2 separate regions of the Mus musculus genome follow, and region 2 is linked to region 1. A link is a contact called in public Hi-C data. All regions are on one chromosome and are shown on one strand. The core of a region is the stretch at or near the end of the contact, and the rest is flanking DNA. Distances in the headings are between cores, read along the strand shown.

What was found. Hi-C and Micro-C count contacts between places; a contact is called where the count stands out from the background.
Region 2: a contact with region 1 is called in a Hi-C map of bone marrow-derived macrophages, with 65 read pairs. The contact joins the enhancer-like site here to the promoter of Rtn4r in region 1. A contact is called at or near these places in 11 of 39 promoter capture datasets (the HPC-7 cell line, cranial neural crest, embryonic stem cells and 8 more), 1 of 15 datasets of contacts at CTCF or cohesin (the NIH/3T3 cell line), 57 of 484 Hi-C or Micro-C datasets (3T3-L1-derived adipocytes, the AML12 cell line, the CH12 cell line and 40 more), 25 of 115 datasets of contacts at active chromatin or transcription factors (the 230-238 cell line, the HPC-7 cell line, VIP interneurons and 17 more) and 3 of 9 other capture datasets (adipose tissue, macrophages and pancreatic islet).

The regions. Positions count from the first base shown.
Region 1 is chr16:18,126,330-18,128,972 of GRCm38.p6, forward strand. It overlaps Rtn4r (reticulon 4 receptor), which reads left to right and starts at 1,313. Exons shown (of 2, transcript NM_022982.3): 1 at 1,313-1,573. The coding sequence starts at 1,552. It overlaps Gm52241, which reads right to left. Exons shown (of 2, transcript XM_030249377.1): 1 at 2,312-2,643; 2 at 1,285-1,878. The coding sequence starts at 2,335. The coding sequence ends at 1,285.
Region 2 is chr16:18,193,818-18,196,460 of GRCm38.p6, forward strand. No RefSeq gene overlaps it. Among named protein-coding and RNA genes, the nearest start is that of 4933432I09Rik, 19 kb to the right of the region's middle. Within about 2 kb of position 1,349, at least 123 of the 459 cell types and tissues checked have an H3K27ac peak or open chromatin away from gene starts, as enhancers often do. A contact at or near this core is called in the 230-238 cell line, the HPC-7 cell line, VIP interneurons and 11 more, where this site is marked.

The DNA.
Region 1 (2,643 bases), core at 63-2,562:
GATTCGAGGACACTGGGAGAAAGGTGTTGGTCTAGGCTATAGGCCATGGCCTTCTGCTGGCTCTTTGAAGTTGGCTTTGGGTTATTCATCTGTCACTGGGTGGCCAGCCTCCCATGTGGTGGGGAGTGGAAATGAGAACTTACTGAGTCACATAGGGGTCAATCTGGTGGCACTTGGTGACCAGTATCCAATGAAGAAGTGGCCGTGAGTGCCTGCCCTGCCTTAACCTCATCTCACACATTTCAGTGACCTGAAAAATCCAAGTCAAATGAACAAGGACAACTGGGACAAAGCACACAGAGGTGTGGTTGGGGACACAGCCAGGGCAGGACCGAGCAGTGTAGCTTCCATATATGGCCAGAAAGCCATTCCATTGCAGGCTCTTCAGCGCTCTCCACCCCTGAAGCTTATGCCATACTGGGTGTTCTCTTTCTCTACTGAGACAGGCGGACCATGGGCCCTATCCAGCTCTCTGGCTAGATAATGTGCAGGACAGATACAGACAACGACCTGGCAGCCAGCCGAAGCACCTCTACCACCACCCCACCCCAGAATGCACCTAAGAACTCCAGATAGAGCACCCAAGCAGGAATGGGAGATGGGACATGTTGGGGGGGGGGGTTGCCATTAGGAACATTGGCCTTATATTGATCTGGCTTGGTGGAGGGTGGGTCCAGAGGATTCTTCGGACTTTGTAATCTCCATTGCAAAGGGGAAATGATAGGAGCTTGTGCAGAGGCAGGTGCAGACAAAGCCTGAGTGTCCTTCCTGGGACAGGGAACTACAAAGCTGGAGAGAGCACTACTGCGCTATTACACCTTGCCTCTCAGTTTTCTTACCCAGTCGCCTAGGACAGTTTCGAGCAAAGGGCTTTAAGGGGCAAGCGGAGGCGGGCCATGCAAAGGCCTGCTGCATCTGTCCGATGCCCAGGACTCCCTTCGGGACTCAGCCTGTGCCGCCACGCCCTCGAGCCCGCGCCCACGGCCGGTTCCGGGACGCGGTGCCCGCGGCCGCCTGCAGGGGCCGCCGCCTCTTCAGGAATGCGCCGCCTTTGTCTGGGACCGCGCGTGGCCCGTGCACCGGGTGGCTGAGCGCGTCCTGCCACTTGCACCGCGCTCCGGACACCCTCGCCTCCCCTCCCGTCGCCCGCCCGCTTGCCCTACACCCCGTACCCACCGGTCCGCCCCAGCGCGGCGCGCCCAGGTGAGCGCCCCGCCCGGCGCCAGGCCCCGCCCCGGCCCCGCCCCGCCCGGACCGGCGGGGAGACCGGGCGGATTCCGCGCGTCAAACCACATGATCCCATAAAACATTCATCCTCTCCTGGCCCGCGCTGCGAGCGCCCCGCCAGTCCGCGCCGCCGCCCTCACCCTGTGCGCCCGCAGCCCGCGAGCCCAGCCCGGCCCGGTAGAGCGGAGCGCCGGAGCCTCGTCCCGCGGCCGGGCCGGGACCGGGCCGGAGCAGCGGCGCCTGGATGCGGACCCGGCCGCGCGCAGACGGGCGCCCGCCCCGAAGCCGCTTCCAGTGCCCGACGCGCCCCGCTCGACCCCGAAGATGAAGAGGGCGTCCTCCGGAGGTGAGTGTCAGCGCCGCTCCGGAGACAGGCTGCAGCGGGGCGGGGCGGGGGGGACGCAGGGCATGGCTCACGCTGCCAGAGATGGAGCCGGGTCGCCGGTCGCTCCCGAGGGCCACCGCAGTGCCACGCCGCGCGCTGGCCGCTAGCAACTGGGCCCTGGGAGGGCGGAGCCCGCGGCAGCCGCAAAAGTTGCGGCTTTGCGGGAAAGTTGACAGCGACGGCGGGGCCAGGGATGGAGGGTACGAGGTTCCAGATGTTGGACCAGGGCCGGGTGGAGACTGAGGGCTGGAAGGGCGGGGTCCCACCTGAGAGCGCAAAGGCGGCGAATGGGTTAATGAGCGGGTTTGCAGAAACGTGGGCACCGGACCGAGATGGGGTCTGCCCAGCGAACCCTGCTCAGAAGCTGTTTCTTTGGGGTCAAACGGAGTAGGGATGAATACGGGTGTCAGCAGCAGCAGAGGGCGTGGGGGACAGGGCGATCCCAGAGCTATCTCTGGAGCAGGTAGAGAGGAGAACACACACACACACACACACACACACACACACACACGCAAGGCAATGTCTCCTCCTCGGAGATCGGGAGAGCTCCTGAGAGTGAGCGGCTCCATTGAGGGGCGTTGGTGCTCGAAACACCCCCTCCTTGGCAGCCCTGTGGGATTCCCTCCTCCCATCCGGTTGCAAAGCCCCCACAGTAGGGGCAAGGGAGGATGGGCTTCATGCAGGTTGGACATGCCTTACCTGGAGAATCTGGGGTGAACACATTGCCTTCCCCAGGTGCCCACCCTATCTACCCTGCTGATGTCCATGGTGCCGCAGGCTGCACACACGTTTCTTTGCACGTGTCTACATGGGCTACATACAGCCTTGCACACCTCCAGTGCACATGCATACCAAATCTGCCCTAGTGTGCACATGCACATAAATGCTATAAGCACATCCCTGTACTCGGGTGCATAGCTCTGTCCTCACTCCTGCCTACACACCTATGACCATACATGCATTTATGCAGCCTGCCTGCTGCGATCTTCATGCTTAGCACATGGTGGGGCCCCTTAACAAGACCCACTCCC
Region 2 (2,643 bases), core at 99-2,598, 68 kb after region 1:
GGTCACAGCAGGGCTCCTGCCCCACGTGTTTGTCCAGTCCTGTGTGGTGACTGTCTCCAGAGAGCCCGACCCAACAGGAACAGAGGTGGGAAAGACTGTGGGGTGGCAACTAGAAACCCCTTGTTCCTGAACTGGTGCTATAAGGAGATCCAACTGAAATTCCCCAGTTGGGAGGTGTCTGTCCTTACACACAAAGTCAAGGCACGGCCTAGGCACAGCAGTGTGGCAGTCCTCATAGGAATCGGGGCCCAAAGTATCTGTATTGCCGGACCCAGGGAAGTAACTGCCATGGAGGGTCACAGAGCCCTGTGTCCAGTAGACAGGACAGGAGAGCCAAAACATGGCTGCAAAGGCCAGCCCTTGCACAAGGGACCAGAAAGCACAAAAGCTGCGCCCCTCAGCCTGAGAGTTTGTCTCCCATCCTTCTGGGCCAGCTTCCAGCACTGAAGATCCACCAGCTTTCCTGGTTTACCATGTGCCCGTCACACAGCTCTGCTCAGGCTCAGGCAGGCCAGAGACAGTGCTCACTTCACACCTTCCCCTCCCACACAGTTCTTCGGAATACAGTGGCCACTGCCAGCAAGGACCCCTGGGAAATCAGCTGATGCCAATAAACCTCCCTCGGATACCGTAGGGTCCCCAGTGTACCATTGCTCTTCCACATCAACCAGTCCACCGCAGCTGTGTCTCGGAGCCCTCATCCATCAGAGGCGGGGTCAGCCCAGGGCTGCTTTCCCACAGCCTGTAGCCCACCCAGAGCTCAAACCCTCAGTAGTGCCTCTCAGCACTTGCCTGGCTCCATTGCTGGGGCTGCAGCTCATCCAGCATCATGGTCAGGAGTCGGGTACTGGCTGGGCTTGCCACCCGCCAGCCTGACATTTCCAAATAGGCTAGCAGTGCTTTGTCAGCAGGCAGAACACGCACTGTCAGCAGCTCCCCAGATACCAAATGCCAGTGTGGCTACCCAGGCATGGCAGGATGAGGCCTGGACTGGGCGTGGGTGCAAGAGCTGTGGACGGGAGTCCTGGGGCTGCCCTGGGGAGAATGAGCTGATCTTTGCCAGCCAGCCAGCTCCAGTCTTTTCTGGCCAAAACCCCGCAAGGCTCCACCCTTCCCTCTCTCATAACAGGTGTCCACCGTAGCCCTGGGTGGGCCTCAGCACCCAGCAACTCTCGTTGGACTGTATAGCCTGCTTCTCCCCAGGTGTCTGCACGGTCTAAAAATCAAAGCCACGGCTACCCCAAGAGTCCCAGCATGGGCTTTAGGGAGCATTTCCTACCACATTGCTGGGCCCAGCCTGGACAGCCAGCTGGGACTGGGAGAGCAGACAACAGCCAGCTCCATGGGCCCAGGCAAGTCTATTGAAAGAAAACGTGGGTGAGGCCAAGCCCCGCCCACAGCTCCACAGTTCCCTGGAGGGCCTCACCCACCAGCAGGTTGGCATTCAGGGTGGGGAAGCAAAGACAGTGACTGGAAGATGAAGTGTGAATGACTCACGGGTGTCACAGCTCCTTGACTTTCAAGGAAGTTAGAATAGACTGAAGCCAGTCCTAGATTGTGGTAATTGCTCATAGCAGCGCGGGCCAATTAGCATGTGACTGAGGAAATGAAAACAAGACTTTTTTCTCCTGTTAAAATATTTCAATACAAAATGTAGGAGGCTCTGCTGCTAAATGGAGTCTGCCTGTGAGGAGGACACTGTGCAGGAGACTCACTTGGGTCCTAGTACACATGTCCCAGGAATATGACCCCTGCCAGTACATGACCCCAGGAGGACATAAGCCTGGGAGGAATTCACGTTTACTCCAGCCCACGTGGAGAGTGCCATCCAGTTCAGTAATTAACAGTCATATTGTGCCCGGTGATATCATCAGCTGGGGCAAATCAAGGGGGGGGGGTGAGATGGGCAGGGGCAGCTGGGGCAGCTGGAGCAGGTGGGGAGGTAAGATGGGCAGGGGCAGCTGGGGCAGCTGGGGAGGTGAGATGGGCAGGGGCAGCTGGGGCAGGTAGGGCAGCTGGGGAGGTGAGATGGGCAGGGGCAGCTGGGGCAGGTAGGGCAGCTGGGGAGGTGAGATGGGCAGGGGCAGCTGGGGCAGGTATAGATGGTAGAGCAGGTACTGCTGGGTAGCAAGATAATACCTGAGGATGTGAACTGATGGAGAGGAGACCTGGGTCTGCAGAGCAGGTGCTGGGCCCTGTTCCTGCTGTGGCTGGAGTGCAGCAAGGAAGATGGAGGCTTCTTGGTCTTTTGCTCAGAGTCCCCTCTTCCCCTGTGCCTCTTGGGGACTCCAGCACCTCCAATAAGGTCCGAGCAAGTGCAGAACTTTTATCAAAGGCTGTTCCTGGCAATGCCCTACTGTGGACTACCTCCCCACTTTTAGCAGGGCCTCATCTGCCTCTGTACCCATAGGAAGGTATTGGGGCTCTGGTGGTATAGTCCCCGCAGCTGGCAGCCCCAGCACTCCCTTTGTACTTGTGTCTTCCTTGTGACACCCCAGAGCTGGCAGAAGACTGACAGAAGCGAGCCAGGGCCCCTCAGCATACTGGGCACATCACCTCTCCCTCTCTGCAACTCTGCAGCATCTTTGAGCTGGTTACCATCAGCATCCCTGGGATCACAGTCACAACATATGAGTGGGAGGC